5 separate regions of the Mus musculus genome follow, and regions 2, 3, 4 and 5 are each linked to region 1. A link is a contact called in public ChIA-PET and promoter capture Hi-C data. All regions are on one chromosome and are shown on one strand. Each heading gives the region's core, a stretch centred on a gene start, on an enhancer-like site or on the middle of the called end of the contact. The rest is flanking DNA. Distances are from core to core; before and after follow the strand shown.

The links. Promoter capture Hi-C pulls out the DNA fragments that hold promoters and counts their contacts. ChIA-PET counts read pairs in DNA pulled down with a chosen protein or histone mark. Capture Hi-C pulls out chosen DNA fragments and counts their contacts.
Region 2: a promoter capture Hi-C map of adipose tissue shows a contact between it and region 1. The contact joins the promoter of Hpse here to the promoter of Lin54 in region 1. A contact is called at or near these places in 5 of 39 promoter capture datasets (the C10 cell line, hematopoietic stem and progenitor cells, macrophages and 2 more), 2 of 484 Hi-C or Micro-C datasets (bone marrow-derived macrophages and natural killer cells), 5 of 115 datasets of contacts at active chromatin or transcription factors (the 230-238 cell line, bone marrow-derived macrophages, effector CD8 T cells and 2 more) and 3 of 9 other capture datasets (adipose tissue, liver and pancreatic islet).
Region 3: an RNA polymerase II ChIA-PET map of effector CD8 T cells shows a contact between it and region 1, with 135 read pairs. The contact joins the promoter of Coq2 here to the promoter of Lin54 in region 1. A contact is called at or near these places in 13 of 39 promoter capture datasets (the 3T3-L1 cell line, 3T3-L1-derived adipocytes, the C10 cell line and 7 more), 5 of 484 Hi-C or Micro-C datasets (bone marrow-derived macrophages, cerebral cortex, embryonic stem cells and 1 more), 12 of 115 datasets of contacts at active chromatin or transcription factors (the 230-238 cell line, the HPC-7 cell line, the SCID.adh cell line and 8 more) and 4 of 9 other capture datasets (adipose tissue, liver, macrophages and 1 more).
Region 4: a promoter capture Hi-C map of liver shows a contact between it and region 1, with 1.7 times the contacts expected there. The contact joins the enhancer-like site here to the promoter of Lin54 in region 1. A contact is called at or near these places in 4 of 39 promoter capture datasets (3T3-L1-derived adipocytes, the HPC-7 cell line and liver), 4 of 115 datasets of contacts at active chromatin or transcription factors (the HPC-7 cell line, the SCID.adh cell line, microglia and 1 more) and 4 of 9 other capture datasets (adipose tissue, embryonic stem cells, liver and 1 more).
Region 5: a promoter capture Hi-C map of macrophages shows a contact between it and region 1, with 5 read pairs. The contact joins the enhancer-like site here to the promoter of Lin54 in region 1. A contact is called at or near these places in 3 of 39 promoter capture datasets (the 3T3-L1 cell line, the C10 cell line and macrophages), 2 of 484 Hi-C or Micro-C datasets (CD8 T cells and bone marrow-derived macrophages), 1 of 115 datasets of contacts at active chromatin or transcription factors (effector CD8 T cells) and 2 of 9 other capture datasets (adipose tissue and liver).

Annotation. Positions count from the first base shown.
Region 1 is chr5:100,498,693-100,502,271 of GRCm38.p6, forward strand. Lin54 (lin-54 homolog (C. elegans)) reads right to left here and starts at 1,947. Exons shown (of 13, transcript NM_172714.4): 1 at 1,809-1,947.
Region 2 is chr5:100,717,973-100,721,551 of GRCm38.p6, forward strand. It overlaps Hpse (heparanase), which reads right to left and starts at 1,744. Exons shown (of 12, transcript NM_152803.5): 1 at 1,420-1,744. The coding sequence starts at 1,622.
Region 3 is chr5:100,672,253-100,675,831 of GRCm38.p6, forward strand. It overlaps Coq2 (coenzyme Q2 4-hydroxybenzoate polyprenyltransferase), which reads right to left and starts at 2,004. Exons shown (of 7, transcript NM_027978.2): 1 at 1,737-2,004. The coding sequence starts at 1,989.
Region 4 is chr5:100,367,730-100,371,308 of GRCm38.p6, forward strand. It overlaps Sec31a (Sec31 homolog A (S. cerevisiae)), which reads right to left. Exons shown (of 28, transcript NM_026969.1): 23 at 1,867-1,905; 24 at 565-623. Among named protein-coding and RNA genes, the nearest start is that of Sec31a, 47 kb to the right of the region's middle. Within about 2 kb of position 1,567, at least 36 of the 459 cell types and tissues checked have an H3K27ac peak or open chromatin away from gene starts, as enhancers often do. A contact at or near this core is called in adipose tissue, liver, microglia and 1 more, where this site is marked.
Region 5 is chr5:100,637,149-100,640,727 of GRCm38.p6, forward strand. No RefSeq gene overlaps it. Among named protein-coding and RNA genes, the nearest start is that of Coq2, 35 kb to the right of the region's middle. Within about 2 kb of position 2,018, at least 28 of the 459 cell types and tissues checked have an H3K27ac peak or open chromatin away from gene starts, as enhancers often do. A contact at or near this core is called in bone marrow-derived macrophages and macrophages, where this site is marked.

The DNA.
Region 1 (3,579 bases), core at 697-3,196:
ACATATCCGGGGAAACCTCCCGTCCGCCCCGCCAACCTTCAAACGCACTCAGGGGGGAGGGAGAGGTTCTAGGGCTCACCGGCGGGTCATGCCAGACCCAACATCCCAATACCAAACACTCGGCACCCGGGAGACCCGCAGGAACGCCACGGGGAATCGTGATACCTGCGGGATTCCAAGGCCTGGATGTTGGTTAGGAAGGCAAGCCGTGTGGAATCTGACACAAGAACAGTAAAACCTCAAACTTTCATTTCCAGAAACACACTTGAGAGAGATGGTAGACCATGTTTCACGTATATTTCAGAGTCACTGGAGAGCTTTAACGTCACTCACCAACGCTGGCATTCTACTCCACTCATAGGACTATGTTGACAGTATGGCTATTTCTATATGCATGCCTGACTTCTCGGACATCCTTAAATTACAGGCGCTGATCATGCAGACATTGGTCTCCTCTCCCCTTCATTTTTAAGAATAAAGTTCTGAACTGTTTTCCTCTCAACTTTGACCATTTTTGCCCATGAACAACATTATGTCAATTTGTCGTTGGTTTAAGATACTCAGGTACTACTAAATTTAAATTACTGATTCAACTCTATTATCATTCATAACCATCAACTTCTAACATATAGAAAATCCAGCTCTTCGCTAGAACCCTTTGCCAACTGACTTTAGGATCTAAGTTTCCAAATTAAAAACCATCTGCTGCTGATAACACTTGTTCAATGCAGAGGGGGGAAAAAAACAGCTTGCTTTAGAACAAGATTCCGGAACAACCTATCCATCTCCCACCCCCTTCCAGTTCCTCTCATGGTGTAGTCTAATAAGCACCCAAGAGGGAATAGAAGTAATTAATCATGTAAGGAATTAAGAACATATAAGCTGCAAGGCTTAATAGGACCAGCATCCTCCAAAAGTTAGCTGTTTGACTTCAGAAAGCCTTACTAATTGCCAGTTCAAAAGCTTTATTCTTTATCATTCAGTCATACTATAAGCTCTTAAAGACCTAACAGAAACCAGCAAGCTGAATCTCAGGGTTGTGGACAAGGCTAATCTACTGTCTTAAGTTTCCCTAAGAATAAGGAAGAAGCAGAAGCCATTTCATTTCCCTACCTTGTTTGAATGACACCTCCATATAAAAGTCAGCAGGCTCAGGCTTAGTCAAGGGCTGTCTCCCACCCACTCCCGGCGCGTTTCTACCGAGAGCCCGCTAGAGGCTGAGCGTGGAAGGGGTTCCCAGTTTCTCCATCTTTCAACTTTATTCCCCACCAACAGCCGGGTCCACCGGCACTCGGATGGTTGTTTACCGTTGCTTGACCAGGCTGAGTCCCAGCCCGCTCCCTTCCCCCGTGCACCGCGGGGACACTATGACATTTGGCTGGTGGGCTTCGCGAGGGAAACGGACACACACCCAGAAGAGTCCATACAAAGGGGCGTAGGAAGAACGCGGCGCCGGGCAGCAGCGAAAGGAGGCGCTGGTACGAAATGACACAGCAGCAAAACAGGTTCCCAGAAGCCCGGGGCCGGCAGCCGCTTCCCGGGCCGCGCCGAGAGCCTGTCAACAGCCGCCCAGCCCTTCCTCCCGAGCGCGGGGCGGGCGGCGCCGGCCCGCCGACTGACAGCCGCGCTCTCCGGCGCCCGCCGCTCGCGCCGCGCCCCGACAACCCTCGGTCCGCCGCGGCCCACCGGCCCACCGCCCGGCTGCCCGGAGCCGCCGCCGCGCTCTCCGCCCGCGCGCCGCTCGCCCCGAGCGCGGGCCCGGCGCCGGTCCCCGCCGCTCAGCCCGGGTCTCCGGAGCTGACACTCACCCGAGCCGGCGGCGCCGCCTCCTTCTCGCGCCGCGCTCCCCGGGCTCCCAGCAGCCGCGGCGGCGGCGCCTCCGAAACACAGACCCGGGTTTGTTCAAAATCACGCCCAGCGCCATTCCACCGCCGCATCCCATAATACGCCGGGCCGCCCCGCCCCGCCCGCGCGCCGCCCCGCCCCCGCCGGCGGCCCGAGCCCCGCCCCTTCCGCGCCCCTGCTCCGCCCCCTGGCAACCCGAGTCGCGTCTTTGCGCAGGGCTGGGGGAGCGCTCTGGGGTTCCACGTGACTGCTCCTGGGGCCTCCGTCAAAGGGAAGGCGGGGAACTCCAAGTGGGTTCGTGCTTCTGGCTTTGTGACTAAACCTCGGTCAGTGCGGTTTCCAGCGCGCCCCCGCTTGGTGATGCGCCTGAGTGAAGAGAGAGTCCGCATCCTTTCTCAAATGTTAATAAATCTGTTGGGGTTTAGACGTGAACGTTGCAAGGGGCTCCTAAAAGCTCCTGAGAGAGCACGCAGAGTTACCTTGAAAGGGAGTTTTTGATAATTTGTCTTGCAACACACCTTATACTGATACATATGGATTCTTTGCATTCAGTCATCTCATTTCCTGGGATATTTATAAATCCAAGAAATAAAAAATATATATTAAATTTTAAAAAGGCCTTACAACGTGAAACTACCTGGGGAACCACACGAAGGAGGCGGGAGATAAGTTAAAGGTATCGCTTTCCAACCAAGTATTCCTGGGGGTACTGTGGGGGCATCACTAGAAGAAAAAAGGCAGAGAGACTGAGGCCCCAAATTTAGATAACCCCCACCTCCACACCTCACCTTGGTAGAAAAATTCTGAGTTCCTTCCACCAAGCTGACACAGTTCTGATACCACTACTACAAAACAGGACCTAAGGAATAAGGGCAACATTTCCGGGTTTACTGTGGATTTTTTACAACGACTAAAATGACTAGTACAATCTTATCAGTGTCAGCAATCTGGTCAAAACAACTCACACCATGACATAGCGTTTAATGTATGTGGAGAATGACAGTTTTACATTAGTGAATATAAGAACTGTGGTATCCAGTGATGCATTATATAACACTCAACAACTGTGCTGAATATTATAATTCTTAGAAGGAACTGGACAGATGTCTCCGTGCTTAGGACCATGGTTAGGACCCGGTACCGTTCCTATAAAGGACCTAAGTTCAGCTCCCAGCACCCACACCAGGTGACTTACAAGGCCTGTAACTCCAGTTTCAGGGAATCCAACATCCTCTTCACGACTCTGAGGGCACAAACAAATACACAGATATGCATGAAAATAAAATCTTAAAAATAAATACAATTCATATAAAATCAAGAATAAAATAAAGCTTTTAGCTGGGCAGGGTGGCCCACCTCCATATTCTAGCTTTTTAAAGGCTGAAGCAAGAAGAAGATTGGGAGTTTGAGCCCAGCACTCAGCCTGCATCTTTCAGTAAGACACATACACACACACACACTGTTTCCTTCTTTTCCTTGAATCAAGATTCCAGGACGACCAGGGCTACACAAAGAAACTTGTCTCAGAAAAAATAATAAAATAAAATAAAAAAACAAACAAACAAAAAAGCAGCAACAGAAGCCAGGCAGTGGTGGTGCACGCCTTTAATCCCAGCACTTGGGAGGCAGAGGCAGGCAGATTTCTGAGTTCGAGGTTAACCTGGTCTACAAAGTGAGTTCCAAGACAGCCAGGGCTATACAGGGAAACCCTGTCAAAAACAAAAAACAAAAAAA
Region 2 (3,579 bases), core at 494-2,993, 220 kb after region 1:
TTGGCTCCTAAATGCTGGGGTGGAGGTCATGAGCCACCATGCCTCGTTTTACAAAATGTTGTGGATGAAACCCAGGATTTTGTGTATGCTAGGCAAGACGAAACAATTAGCTTAACCTTCAAGCTTTGTAAGAAGCACCAACTCTCTCAAGCCATTACAGAAATCCAATGAGTCAGATTGGAGAAAACAGGGTAGTTGGACTACCAGACCCTTAGCCATGGGGATGAATCTGTGTGAGATCTGCAGTGATGCCAGATAGTGTGGGCTTGGACATGCGATCGAAGTCTAGGCCTTTGACAATGGTGACAGAATGGGCTGGTGAAGATGTAGTCAGCTGAGTGTGGTGGCCCTCAAGAGGCAGGGAGATCAAAAGTTCAAGGTCAGCCTTCAATAGTGGTTACACAATGTCAAAAACAACAAAGGACGTGGTCATCTCTGGAGGCTCCCAAGTTTAGAAGGCCTATGACTGTGCCTGAGCCTTTCATCTTGGGGACAGTCTGCACTCACGGAACAGGGGCCAGAGATGTGGTTCCTGCAGTTGATGAGGCAGCCTCCGCTCTGCACCCTCATCTTGGAGAATCGTGCCTCTATGGTGTTTTTATTAGCATATATTAATTATACATAATAATGGGGTTTCGTCACGACATCTTCAAATGTGTATAAAGTGTATTTTTGGTCATATTCTCTCCTGTCTGTCCCACTGACCTCTATCATTTTCCCAGTCAGTCAGTCAGTCAGTCTCCGGCTCCTTTCTCCATCTCTCTCTCTCCTCCCTCCACTCCTATTCAGTCCAGTCTACCCTCAAACTTGCTACGTTGCTAAAGATCGCCGTTAACTCCTGATCCTCCTACACCTACTTCCCAAGTGCCAGTCTGCAAGTGTGTGCCCATGCCAGGGATTACACAGCTCTGGGGATGGATGCAGGTCTTCTTGCATGCGAGGTACACAGTCCATTAACTGTATCACACCCAGCCCAGTAATGTTTAAATGCTTAAAAGGCAGCAAGATGAATAATGGTTCTTCTCCATAGAGGCTTTTCCTATCTTTTCTTTCTTCCTCTTTTAAATCAAAACTTCCTAACAGAGTTTAAGGGACACCAGCTTACTGGTCTTACACTGAAGCAAAATTCAAAGGCTCCAGACAAAGTGCTAAGGTTTATGACAGCTTCGTTTGTTTTGTTTTTGTTTTCCTCCAAATTTCCACTTCATACCTGGACCTGGCTGGTGCCCAGGCAACAAGCGCTGAGTAAATGAATCAGGAAAAGTCTTTTGAGGGGTGAGTGCACACAGGAGGGAGGCTCCAGAGAGCAAACACAAAGTTGTTTGAGCGAAGAGAGTGGCTGGCCCTCGCGAGTGTGATTGGACAGGCGAGGGGGAGCCGAGGACAGACGAAGGGACAGAACCTAGGGGCTGCACTTACCCCAGGAAGGTGAGGAAGCGCGGGTCGGTGGCCAGGCTGGCGTCGATGGTGATGGACAGGAACGAGGGACTCACGCTTCGGAGCGGCCGCTTGGTGTAAAACTCCAAGTCTACCACGTCGTCGGTCGGCGCGGTCCCCGCGGGGGCGCCCTGGGCCAGGGCACCGAGCGGCCCCCAGAGCCACAGCAGCAGCAGCCTCAGCATCCCACCTGGCTGGACCGCCCGCTGCCGGGAGAGCTGGGGCAGCCGGCGCGCTGGCTCAAGCCCCCTGCAACCGGTCCTGCTTCGCCTCTGGCGCCAGGACTCAGTACCCTCCCACAGCGCTCCATCCCTCCCACCCCTCCCGGGAGTCCCTCCCTAGCGCCCTCCCCTCCCCGCCCTCCCCTCCTCGCTCTCTTTCATTTCCGTGCTGGCTTTCCCCTCCGCCGCGGTCACGTCCACTTTTGAAATCATCCACACCCATCCAAAGGGTGCGGAGGTGGCCAGAATCCAAGATCCTCGGAGGCCTGGGGAGGGAGCGCCCGGGAGCCGCGCAGGGGTGGGACCAGCTTCCTGGTGTCCTGCGCACTCTGTCACCTTTTCTAGGTCCCATCCATTTGGCGCCAGGACTAGACCCTGAGTTAAAAGCCCCGGTTGAGGGTTCAGCCAGACCCTACCCCGACTCCCTTCTGCCTTAAGACACTGGTCACTTGAGCCTGCCCAAATCTGACCGAGCTAGGATGTCCTCTGCCCAGGATCTCAGGTATCTCTTTGTCGCTTGAAAAACCTGATCCGAGCATTGGCTAAAATGCAACTAGAAATCGGTCCTTGCACGGGGGTGGTGGTGATGGTGGTGGGGACCCTGTTTTTAAAGCAGTATTATGAAAACAGTATTTGGGAGAGCCTGCCTAAGAGTTGCTCTGAGGCTTGGCCAACCGCTAAAACCCAGCAAGAAGCCCCCAAGCAACTACCCTTGGAATCCTGAGCAACCCCTCCCCCAAACCCATCTTTTGCGGTTGCTGCAACTTTTGTTTTCCCTTGACATTTTACACTGGTATATAATGATAGCAAACAAGTGCTGAAGCTTGTGTGTGTGTGTGTGTGTGTGTGTGTGTGTGTGTTACCATGAAAGAAGCTTGAACCATGCTACACACACACACACACACACACACACACACACTCACACACACCAATCTGCCCAAGCATCAGCGCTAGCTGAACTCAGGTGTACAAGGCCAAGCAGATGGCAGCCTGTCTCTGCTGCTTTGCAGTCCCCTTGAGGAAGCTTTCCTGAGCTTCCAGGCAGCTGAGGCTCCCCAGTGTGAGGTCTCACCACACATTTCACATAGCACACACAGCAAGCATCCTCCCAGTATCCTCCATGTTAGAACTGTCTACACTTGTGATGTTGCTCATTGCTTGCTCACCTTATCTCTGGGCTTAAAAAGTCCTCCGAAGCAGAGATGGGGCCTGTGGGATACCCATGGCAGAGATGGGGCCTGTGGGATACCCATGGCATGCTCATACGTGGTACTGTGCTTGGTCTTTAGTAGGTAATCCATTCATATTTACTGAGTAAGCCAATGACACTTACATTTTTCCGTTTAGATTGCACCAACAGCAAAGCAATAAATAATAACGAATTTTTAATGAAATGTATATCTAATCTGCACCCATCTGTCTGTCTGGGTGATTTAAAAATTACCTGCCTAGTTAATGCTTTGACCTGCATTGAGTTGATATGCTATAGCCATAGGATGTAAAAAGAAAATTGTCATGGTAACAGACAACTGTCCAGGGTGTATAATCTTATGGAAGGGGGACTCAGATGATGGGGCCTTTTCCCATCTGTGTTGTGACATGATTTCACCTGTCACCTCCCTCCCAGTGTCATGGCGTGAAGCTATAGCAATTCCTTTGGAGTATTTGGGTGTTTTGGAAAGGAGCTCACTGCAAGCTCTCCATGTCCCCCCATTTCTGACCTCCTGAGATGTGAGCACGTAGGGTCTCCAGGCGAGTTGCTAACAGGAAGCAGAGGCAGGATTGGCTCATGATGATTTCCTGACTAGATCTCAGGTCTGGCTCCAGACTCTCAGTTGCTTTGTCCTATTATGCCAGAAAAGACGATATAGGCACACAGCAGGGAGAGAGATGTGGTCACATTCAGAGAAATTGTCACCTC
Region 3 (3,579 bases), core at 754-3,253, 170 kb after region 1:
GGATGTACAGCCACTAGATTAATGATGCTTAATTGTGAAAACAGAAACAATGGCAGCTGTTGATCTGTCCTGCGTGTCTGCAAGTCTCTCTTGTAGCTTTGTCACCCAGAATCTAAGAACAGAATTATAAAATGCTTGTGTAAACCCTGAATTATACAACACCCTAATAATGGCAGGCCTGCCTTCTATTTAATAGGTGTCTATAATCTCTTGTTGCAGTGATTCGGTGCTTAAAACCCACACAGGGAGCATTCACATCTAGAATATCAACAGTGACACCTGGCTACTGCCACCCCACCCACTTTGTCACCTGGACGCTGAGGCAAGCTCTGGAGTTTGTGGCCAACCTGCAGTACAAAGCAAGCCCTTGTCTTATGCAAAATAAAACAGGTCCAGCCAGGCATGGAGGAGAGTGCCTGCAGTCCTAGCAACTGGGAAATGGAGGCAGGAGGTCAAGGTTAGCCAAAGACACATATGGGACCCTGTCCAAAAACAAACACCAAACCCAAACGGGGCCACGTTGGGGGTCCTGGATAGGTAAAGGCAGAACAAATAAGTTTGGCATTTGGATGTTCTTCCATACGCTGAAACTGTACATACTGACATCTAGATTAGCTGGAATTCAGTTGTATCCCTCTTCCTACATCTTTCCAGGGTTGCAGGTCAGGCTCCTAGTCTTAATGTTTCAGCACTAAGTCTGTTTGTTTGGCTTTTATTTCAGAATATAAAGCCCAGACTGACTTGCAACTTGAATCAGCCCTCCTGCCGTTGGATGTTAGACTATAGATGTGAGCCACCATATTTAGCTACCCTTGGATTTTGAAAATATTTCTCCAAGACCTCTCTACTCTATAATATAGCATTTCCTTTGGAGTACTATTTTTTTCAGTTGTTCGAACTCTGGAGACAGTAAGTTATTTTTCTTTTCCTGTGCATGACCTATACCTCTGATACTTTTCCATACTTTCCTAGGTTATCAACTGTCTTTTCCAGCCAGAAACAAATTCTTTCAAAGCTGGTAGTTTTCCTAGCTCATTCTGTCACTAAGGCCAGGTGACTTCATCTACAACTCCGGGCATCGTTTTACCAACTAGACAGAAACCTTGCGTGCAGACGGAGCTTATATTGTGTCACAGGTGTCAATAGTCCGTGAGCACTTTGATGAAAAAGACTGAGAAAAAGAAGGTCATAGAGAGGCTTGTGTGAGTTTACGTTGGCGGGCAATTCTAAAGCACGATAACCCGGCTGTGTTCAGATGCTCTCAATCTTTGTAACCGGTGATGAGGGGGAAAAAAAGCCCAGTAGTAACACTTTTGGGGTCCTTCTGGTCTGGCTCTGACGAGGAGCCTTGATTTCAATAGTCTTACTTACATGCCCCTTGGGCCTTACATAATTGGAGGCAAAAATCGAAAACTAATGAATGCAGAAATGCTTCAAAACTGCAAATCAACAATCAAAAGCTTCGTGAAAGCAAAGGAGCACCTGCTCACATCTGAATGGGGTAGGAGTGGTCTGGAGTTTGTGGAATGGTCTGGGAATATGTGATTATCAACGTCCGCCTCCGGGACTCCCGGCTCAGAGCGAGGGAAAATCTGCGTGTCCCTGGCTAAGGTCCTGACCGAGTCCCGAGGGGACTGGCCCAATGGGTGCATCGCAGCGGAGTCGCGGTCACTGCGGCCCTGCTCCTCAGGCAGGCAGGCTGTCGAGCGCAGCGCAGCCCAGCCCGCCCCACTCACCTATGGGCTTGTCCAGGCGCATGAGGCGCAGGTAGGGCTGCAGCGGGCGGGGCGCCGAGTTCACCACGGCCGCGGCCGACAGGCTGAGAGCTCGGCCCCGCTGCGTCCCGGGGGCCGGGGCTCGCCGATCCCGCGCGCCCGGAACCCCTGCGCTGCGCACCAGGGCCAATGGGAGCCCGCGCGGACCTCGCAGCCATGCGGACCGAACGGCCCGCAGGCCCCGCGCGAGCCCCGCGCCTCCCCAGCGCAGCATGGCGCCAGGCTGGACGCCGGTCGGTGGCGTCATCCAGGGCGACGGGCCGCGGGCAGGCATGCGCAGTGGTGGCGCGCGCGCTCCTGGAACTGGATTTACAGACCGGGCTGAGCCGTATGGTGCTAGAAATCAAACCTGGGTCCTCTGTAAGGAGAGCAGCAGGTGCTGTTCACCGCTGAGCCATCTCTCCATCTCCAGGCTTCTTAATGAACTCAAAAGGAGAGTGTTTGTTTATTTGTATGGAATAGTTCTACCATAAAAAGAAAAACTTAAGTCCAAAAATGTTAACTACATGGAATGTTCACCTTCTAACACTAAAAGGGAAACAAAAAGCCAAATCAAATTATGTAAATTTTTATATATGTATATTCATATATACATATACTCATATATATACATATATATGAATTTAAGTATATCTATCTATATCTATATACTTAAGGGAAATTCTTTACTCGAGGTGAACCTAAGTTTGACAGCTAAAAAGGATGCAGTTTCACTCAAGAACAACTTCATAACCAGGTGGTGGTGGCGCACTCCTTTAATCCCAGCACTCGGGAGGCAGAGGCAGTCAGATCTTTACGTTTTCGGCCAGCTTACTAAAGAGTGAGTTCCAGGACAGCCAGAGCTACACAGAGAAACCCTGTCTTGAAAAATAAAACAAAGAAAAACAAAACAATAACCAACTTTATGCGACCCTTGTTAATATAGTTGGCCGTTGCATGTTTGCAGGTACCTGGTATGTGTTATTCCACGGTAACCCCTCACTGACTGGCTCTGGACAAGTCGCTTATCTGGATTTTAGTGTTTTGAGATGGTGGTGTATCCTTTTCGGTGCCCTTCCTTAAAGCCTATGAAGTGAGTTCTGTGATCCTGGCCTGGCGCTTGAGGAAGGTGCAGCAGGGGGCGCGCTGGCCTTTGCAGTCTGGGAAGCGCTGCTGGTCCTTTGATCTTTTAGCTCCATCTGCTGCTTGCCAGTTGAGCTCCTCTACAGGTTTGCGGCCTTTGAGGCTCCTTTCTTTTCCCAAAAGTTGCCTCCACGCTGTTTATTTTCAAGCACCCTTTCAGGTAGCATAGGTGCCGCCATGCCAAACACGAGGCTCTTTCACACTTGCACACTATTTCCATTTGCCTGGAGTTCCCAACACAATATTTAAAATGCAAAAATCATTGCGAATGCTTTCTATTTTAGAGGGAAAGGATGATAAAGCTGTTTTTTAAAATTGCTTTTTTTTTATTTGAAAAAAATGTATTTTAAAGTCCACTAACTTTTTCACTCTCAAACCCATTTCAACTTGTCCTGCAGTGGTAGTAGGACATTATAAAAGTAAAGACTAGACTGAGTCCAAAGAATAGTTATTAGCATGAAGCAGGAGCGACCATGGCTCTCTGCCCTGTTCTGTTAACTCCATAGAGGGTCAATAGCAACCTTTTGCTTTTGTGACATGATGTCTGTGGCCTTCCGTGGGAGACACACACACACACACACACACACACACACACACTAAATAACTAAATACATGGAATAAATGTTTGAGGTTTTGGGTTTTTTTGGTTTTTTGTTTGTTTGTTTGTTTTGTTTTATTTATT
Region 4 (3,579 bases), core at 317-2,816, 130 kb before region 1:
TCAGGACATAGTTCTGCTTTGTTACACGTACACCCAACGCCAGGTCAGCCTTTCTCTCTTGTACTTGAACAGAACATGAGTGTGACTGGATAGAATCGTCCAAGTCTGGTGGTCAGGAAGGGGAGGAGAAACTGACTGCACTGTGCAGAGTGGGGTATATGTGCAGCTCAGTGCAGGACTAGGCCCTCGGTTGCTATGAGCGTTGTTCAGAGAGGAAGTTTGTACATGGAACATGCACAAAGTGTCACAGGCTGCCAAGCACACTGTTAGAAGATGACAGCACAGGCCAAGCCAAGGAAGGCCAGGGTTCCTAAGCCATCGTCCCCTTGCTGGCCTGCCTCGTCCTCCCAAGCATGGGGACTACAGTTGTGTCAGTCACAGCGCAGAGTAAGGCTTTGACGACACTCTAGCTTCCCTCCTTTTACCATGGATTAGAAGAAAACTTGGTATGATGCATTTTATATACAGTAACCGGCAAGCTTTGCCCTTAAAGCCATGGGTTAAGTGTGTTGTGCTCCAGGTGGTACAGATAAAGACACGCACAGGTAGAGAACTTCTCATTACCTTCTTCTTCTTCGGCACTCTGTTCAGAGCTGGAGGATCATTCCAACCATTCTGAGGACCTAAAATAGAAGACATTTTCTTTCAGAACCCTAAACGCTCTCCTTAACAGGTTCCACCAATCAACCGGGGTCACACAGGGCTTGCCTTAGACAACATATCCTGATAGTACTGCTATGTAAAGGGACTGTCCTAAGCTTCAGGCCTAAGTCCTTATGTCTAAAGTGACCCCCAGCCTTCAAAGTCAGTTCTCTCTTCTCTCCTGATAAAGGGAAAATAGGTTGGCTGAGTGTGCTTCTGCACAGCTCTGTCATACTCGATGTCCAAAAAAGAAAGGAGAGAGCCCTCTATTGCCAAGGGAGCAACTCAACACGCACACCAGCACAGATGCGGAACATGGGTCTATTGTTTACAAAAACGTTTCCAGGCCAAGGAGCAACTCAATGATGGAATGTTTGCCCAGAATGGGAGGCCTGGGTTCCATGCCCAGTAACACAGGGCAAACAAGAAAACAGCAGCAGACCCAACTGCAGAAGAGTAAGTAGCTCTCAGCATTCCCTGCCTTGTCAAACTTGGTCAAGTACAGCAAGCTTCCTCAGAACTGAGACCCCAATATGCTGGCATCGCAGAGGTAGAAACGGCCATCAGTAGAGCTCACTGTTTTAGTACCAGCACATTACAAAACATGCTGAAACCAGACAGCTTCCAAATCACAAGGTGATTACCTTACCCCTCTCCGTGGAAGCAGACAGTTGCTAAAGCACAGGTGTTTGCGTGACCATATGAAGACAGGAAGTGAGTTGGTTTTGGAGTCACCTTCCCCTCGTCCCTCCCCCTTGCTTGCTGAGCTGATATGAATATTATATCACAACAAAACTGCTTGGCAAGCCACTCTTTCCCTAAATACTATTGACTTAGTTGCTTTGTTGTTAAACAGAACTTCCTACAAGTTCACAAGACAGGCCGGATAGGGCTCTGAACAGTCAGGAGTTGGTCCAAGCTATTGCGTCACGTCTGCTTAACAAACTCTTGACTGTCCCAGCACACAGAGGAATCACTGAAACTTCGCCCACCACCTCATGCTTGTAGCTGCACACTCCAGTCCTGTCTTATGCTTACTAAGACAGGCAGCGTCCATGATTAAAACTGGGAGTCATTATATGCATTTAATCACTTCTAAAATTTAATTCAATTAAGAAGCCAAATAAAAATGATACCGATCACATGCATTATTGTTAATGCCCATTCATTAGCTGTATTTAATGATTAAATTATTTACTAAAGTATGTTTTACAACCAATTCACCTTCCAATATAGATGCCTGGTCTTGGAAAGATTGATTTTCTGTTGATAAAATGTAAAAGTCACTTAGATAGTATTATGGAAGACATTCTAAAATTATCACTTTAATACTTTTTCTTCCCTGCTTAACAGGACCCAGAAAAAGCAAACTAACCTCAAAGGAACAAAACTTTACAATTTGTTAAAACTTACTTATTGGCAGAGTCTCTAACTAGATAGCCTGGTCTGCTCTCAATGTAGCCCTCAGTGTTTCCCTGGTTCTTATCCTGACGGTTTCTCTCCCTGGCAATGGAGCTCAGCACACCCTAAGCACACAGCACTTCCCCATCTACCTACTCATGCCACATGCCTGCAAGTGTGCCCTGCCAGCATCACTCAAAGCCGTGGACCCATGCCAACTGAGAACCTGTTCAAGCAGAACAATCAGTGAGGCTACGGTAGGACCTAATGTTCTCTGTCCAGCAGGGTCTTAGGTGACACAGCGCTGCTGTCAAGCCTCCAGCAGTGGGGAAGAGTACACACTGAGCACATCCCGTCCACTGTGGCCCAGCACGGCGCAGAAGCGGGCACACTCATCTGCACACACAGCCTTCAGAACCCATGCAGCTCCAGTGGGAGGGCAGGAGCCAAGACAACTGCTCTGAGCTATGCACCCTCTGCCCCACCCTGCTCACAGGACCGGGGAGGGACGAAGACCACTTCTCCAGCTCCTAAGCAGGAGCCTGCAAGTGATCTGCTCTCACTAAGCTGCAGCACAAGGAAGTCTGAATAGCAATTTTCACATGATCCCTTAGTGATGGCACGGAGGTCATAACAAAGTCAGACTCAAAGTTAGCAGTGAAATCAGAATCAAATGAGCACTGTGACTCTGGGGAGAGAGTGGGCCAGCTGGCTAGCTCTACGGCCATCATATTTTTGAAAGTTTTTCTCTTAGAAACACAAAGTAAACCAAGAACTGGAAAAAAGAAAAAAAAAAAAAAGAGTCAAACAGCACCCACTCATCCTAGACAGTGACCCAGGGACCACTTTCTGCCACAAGGGACCTGCACCACTGCCACTCCACTCCAGGACTGGGGGCAGCATGTGTCACAATCTCTCCCGTGAGGAAGCCTTCAGAGTACTCTCCTGAAAGTGACACTTAGGTCACCCCACTCAGCAGTCCAGGATCTCTACGAGACTCTTATTTTCTTATTGTATGAACTATATACTCCTTATTCTACTACACGAGGCTATTCAAAATTTGACACATATACAAAATTTTATTTCTAGAAGTTACTCATTATTCCTTAGAGATACACTGTCCTTTTCAGCCTCTCTACTTCTTCCGTAATTCTAATTACAGAGTAGGTCTTGTTAAGAACTGAATGGATAGGGGCTGGTGAGATGGCTCAATGGTTAAGAGCACACACAGTCTGCTCTTCCAGAGGTCCTGAGTTCCATTTCCAGCAACTACATGGTGGCTCACAGCCATCCGTAATGGGGTCAGATGCCCTCTTCTGGCATGCAGGTGTACATGCAGATAGAGCACTCAAACAAAATAAATAAATTAAAAAAAAAAAAAAGAACTGACTGAATAAATGTTTTGCTAACTGTAATATCCATCTCTCTGAGCCTTTGCCACACCATCTCATATCTCAACAGGAAGCTTGGAAATCTGTAGGATCCTAACAGTGATTATCCACTGGTCAACTGGAATTTCTAAATCTCAAATAAACT
Region 5 (3,579 bases), core at 768-3,267, 140 kb after region 1:
AATTCAGGTCAGAATGTACCCAAGGTGCTGGCCATATGTCAAATGCTGTCTTCCTGGTCCCCGATGTTAGCACCCCACAGTTACCTGGCAACAGCCAGGTAGGCCTGATCCACTATAAAGGGGCTGCTTGCCCCCCTCCTCTCTCCCATGTTCTCTTGTTTCTCTCTTGCCCTCTTGGGCTCTTCCCTTCCCCCTTCCTTCCGTATTCCCTTCCTCCCTTCCCCCTCTCTCCACATGCTCATGGCCAGTCTCTCTCTCTCTCTCTCTTTCTCTCTCTCTCTCTCTCTCTCTCTCACACACACTCTCTCTGCCTTTCTCTGCCTCTACTACCCTCTTAGCCACTTTCCCATGCCCAGAATAAACTCTATTCTATATTATACTGTCATGTGGTTGGTCCCTCATGGGGAAGGGATGCCTCAGCATGGGCCCACTGAGACACCTCTTTCCACCATACCTCACCACACACCCACAGAACTTATTCTCTCTCTTTATCTTTTTATAAACACATCACCCACACTCTCAGAAACAAAGGGACAGGGCGGGACTCCTGCCTCTCTCTCAGGTTCCCAGTTGCCTCTGACTTGTGTCCGGATTCCTCAAGAGTACATGTGTCTGAAAGGGTCACACAAACTCAATCTCACGTTAACAAGGCAATAGAAGCTCTCCTTTGGGAAGCTGCTTTTTGTTCTGCTCCAGCAGGAACACCTGGTCAGAAACAGGCGTGGAGAAAAGGGATTTAATCTTCCTTCAGCCCAGTCACTGTCCCTTTTTTACTGGTGTCTGCTGATGGAAGAGACAACCCTGTGGCTCCTGAGTTCCTTCCATGTGTTCAGTAGGCTGTGTGTTCTTTTCTTAGGGCTCTAATGCTAGTATCTTTTCTAGTCAAGTCTAGTGTGGTAGTGCTTGTATTTTACATGGTGCCTTCTGTGAGAGATTGGAGAAAGTACGTTAGGCTTTACCACACAAGTGATTTGAGTTGTTTCAGGCTATGACAAGGGAGAGAGAATAGAATCATTAATAAACACCATTGATAACCAACCGTTGGGGCTGGAGAGATGGCTCAGCGGTTAAGAGCACTGACTGCTTTTCCAGAGGTTCAGATCCCAGCATCCACATGGTAGCTCACAATCATCTGTAATGAGATCTCATGCTCTCTTCTGGGGTGTCTGAAGACAGCGACAGTGTACTTACATTAAATAAATAAATAAATAAATCTTTAAAAAGAAATGACCAACCATTAATCAACCCAAGCCAGGGCTCTGTAATTATGGGACATGGAAAAGCAAGAATGCGTTTGAGATTCAAGCATGTTTTCCTGGAGCGGTCATGTCTGCCACTTATTAATGTTATCTGGGCAGAATGTTAATGTTTTACACGAACAATCCCATCTAATCCTTAAAACTTCATAATATGCACTGTTATCTCCATTTTATTGTGGGGACACTGATGCTCATAAGGTCCAGTTATCGTTCAAGGTCCACATGGCTGGCGGGCCAGACGAGGCCTGCAGTCACATCTGTCTGTCACCACATCTGTCCGTCACCGGCAGACTCTTTATTTATCAGTGCTATACAGAGCCAGGAAAGCCACCGACTTCTCAGAATAATGTTTGCTGTTGGGCTTTTGGGGTTTTTGGTTTGTTTATGTGAGATTCTACTGGGGTGGGGGATGGGGTTATGAAAGTTCATGCCCTGCCGTTGAGGTAGGTCCTCAGCAGCAAACTGGGGTTTTAAATGCTCTGAAAACGAAGTAAAACAAAACAGATAGAAGAAGAAGAAGAAGAAGAAGAAGAAGAAGAAGAAGAAGAAGAAGAAGAAGAAGAAGAGGAAGAGGAAGAGGAAGAGGAAGAGGAAGAGGAAGAGGAAGAAGAAGAACAACAACAACAGCAGCAGCAGCAACAACAACAACAGCAACAACAAGAAAGGACAAGAAAGAAGGAACAGAAAGAGCAACTAATTTTATTGAAACAGGGAAGGAAGCAGGCCCTTCTGAAGGTCGCTTCCCATGGCTTGTTATCCTACCACACATAAGCCTTTCTTTGCCTGGTTTGATTTGCAAACAAAAGTGAAACTTAGCTTGGACAGTTCCTTACAATCCCTGTTTTGAGGTAAAACAAGACTTAAATCCAGCCTGCTACAAGCTCCCAACTGACTCAAGGAATTCCTGGCAAAGTGGAGCAGACCAGGGTTATATAACTGGTCTTAGTCAAGTATCTCCTTTGCTTCCCATGAAGATTCATCCTGTAAGAGCCTTCTTCCTCTTGTGTCCTCTCAGGCAGCCCCCCCCCCCCAACCCTCAAACCACCACCTTTGGTCTCCCTGATACACAAACCACTATTTGCTTGACATTATATTATGTCTCCTGGACCTTTCTTAACAGTCAAAAATGCAGCCTCCTGGATAACTTGGTTATGAGAAAGGCACCCAAAGTGAAGGAAGGGAGCTGGAGAGGCTCAACAGTTAAGAGCAGCAGCTAGTCTTCCAGAGGATCCAGGTTCGATTCCCAGCACCCACAAGATGGCTTACACCCATCCATAACTCCAGTCCCAGGGGATCCAACACCATCTTCTGGTCTCCCTGGTGCACTGACATGCGTGTACACAAAACACTTGCACACACAATAGTAAAGTAAAGCTTGAATAAAAATGGCGAAGGACATACATGTTCATCTTGGAGGCCAACCAAGCTCTCAAGGATGGTATGTAGCTGGGATGTGTGCTCATCCTGGATCTGGTGGGGATGAGAGAGCCAGACCCAAGTGCACTACAGTAAGGACTGGTTTCTGATATAACCCGGACAGCAGGCTGCCTGCCTGCATATCTAGTAGCTACTGAAAAAGAGTAAATTTATAGAACCTGACAACTGGTACTTAATCAAATATCAAACAGCTCATTAGGAAAGAACAAGAACCGTGTAAATAGAGGCAGGGATTATACACACCCTCCCAGGGTATCTGAGAGGAGGGCCTGACCATTCACAAACATGCTTTAAAAATGGTGGCTGGAAGGAGAAGGAACAGGTTGGAACAGACTTCCAAGAGAATGGGGTGAATCCTTCGGGGACTCCAAAGGAGAAATTGTCACTAGCTCCTCAAGGCCAGGCTGCAGATGCGTGTCTGACGCTCGGACATTCTGACTCGGGCTCTGAGAGAGAACAGAAAGAACTAGGAAGAAGTGGCTCCAAGCCATCTAGTTAGAATTCTTTTTTTTTTTTTTTCATTGTATTTTTGAGATAGGGTTTTTCTGTGTAGCTCTGGCTGTTCTGGAACTTAGTTAGAACTCTCTTAAGTTCAAGAGAACTTCCTTGAAGTCACATGCTTAATTTTAAAAAATATATAATGTTCTTTTTGCCTTACTGTGGGATCAGTATAGAAATCTTTTTACATGAAGCTGCCATGTGAAGTTGTCCCTGTGAGATCTGAGCTGTGCTGCACCCCACTTAACTGCTCTGCACCCCACCACCATACTGGGGTTTAGGCTTCTAATTCAGCACGTGTGGGGGAACATAAATGTTCAGTCCATAACCCCAGACAAACACACGCGCACATACCGTCCTACTGATAGTAAAGGTTACCAACTCC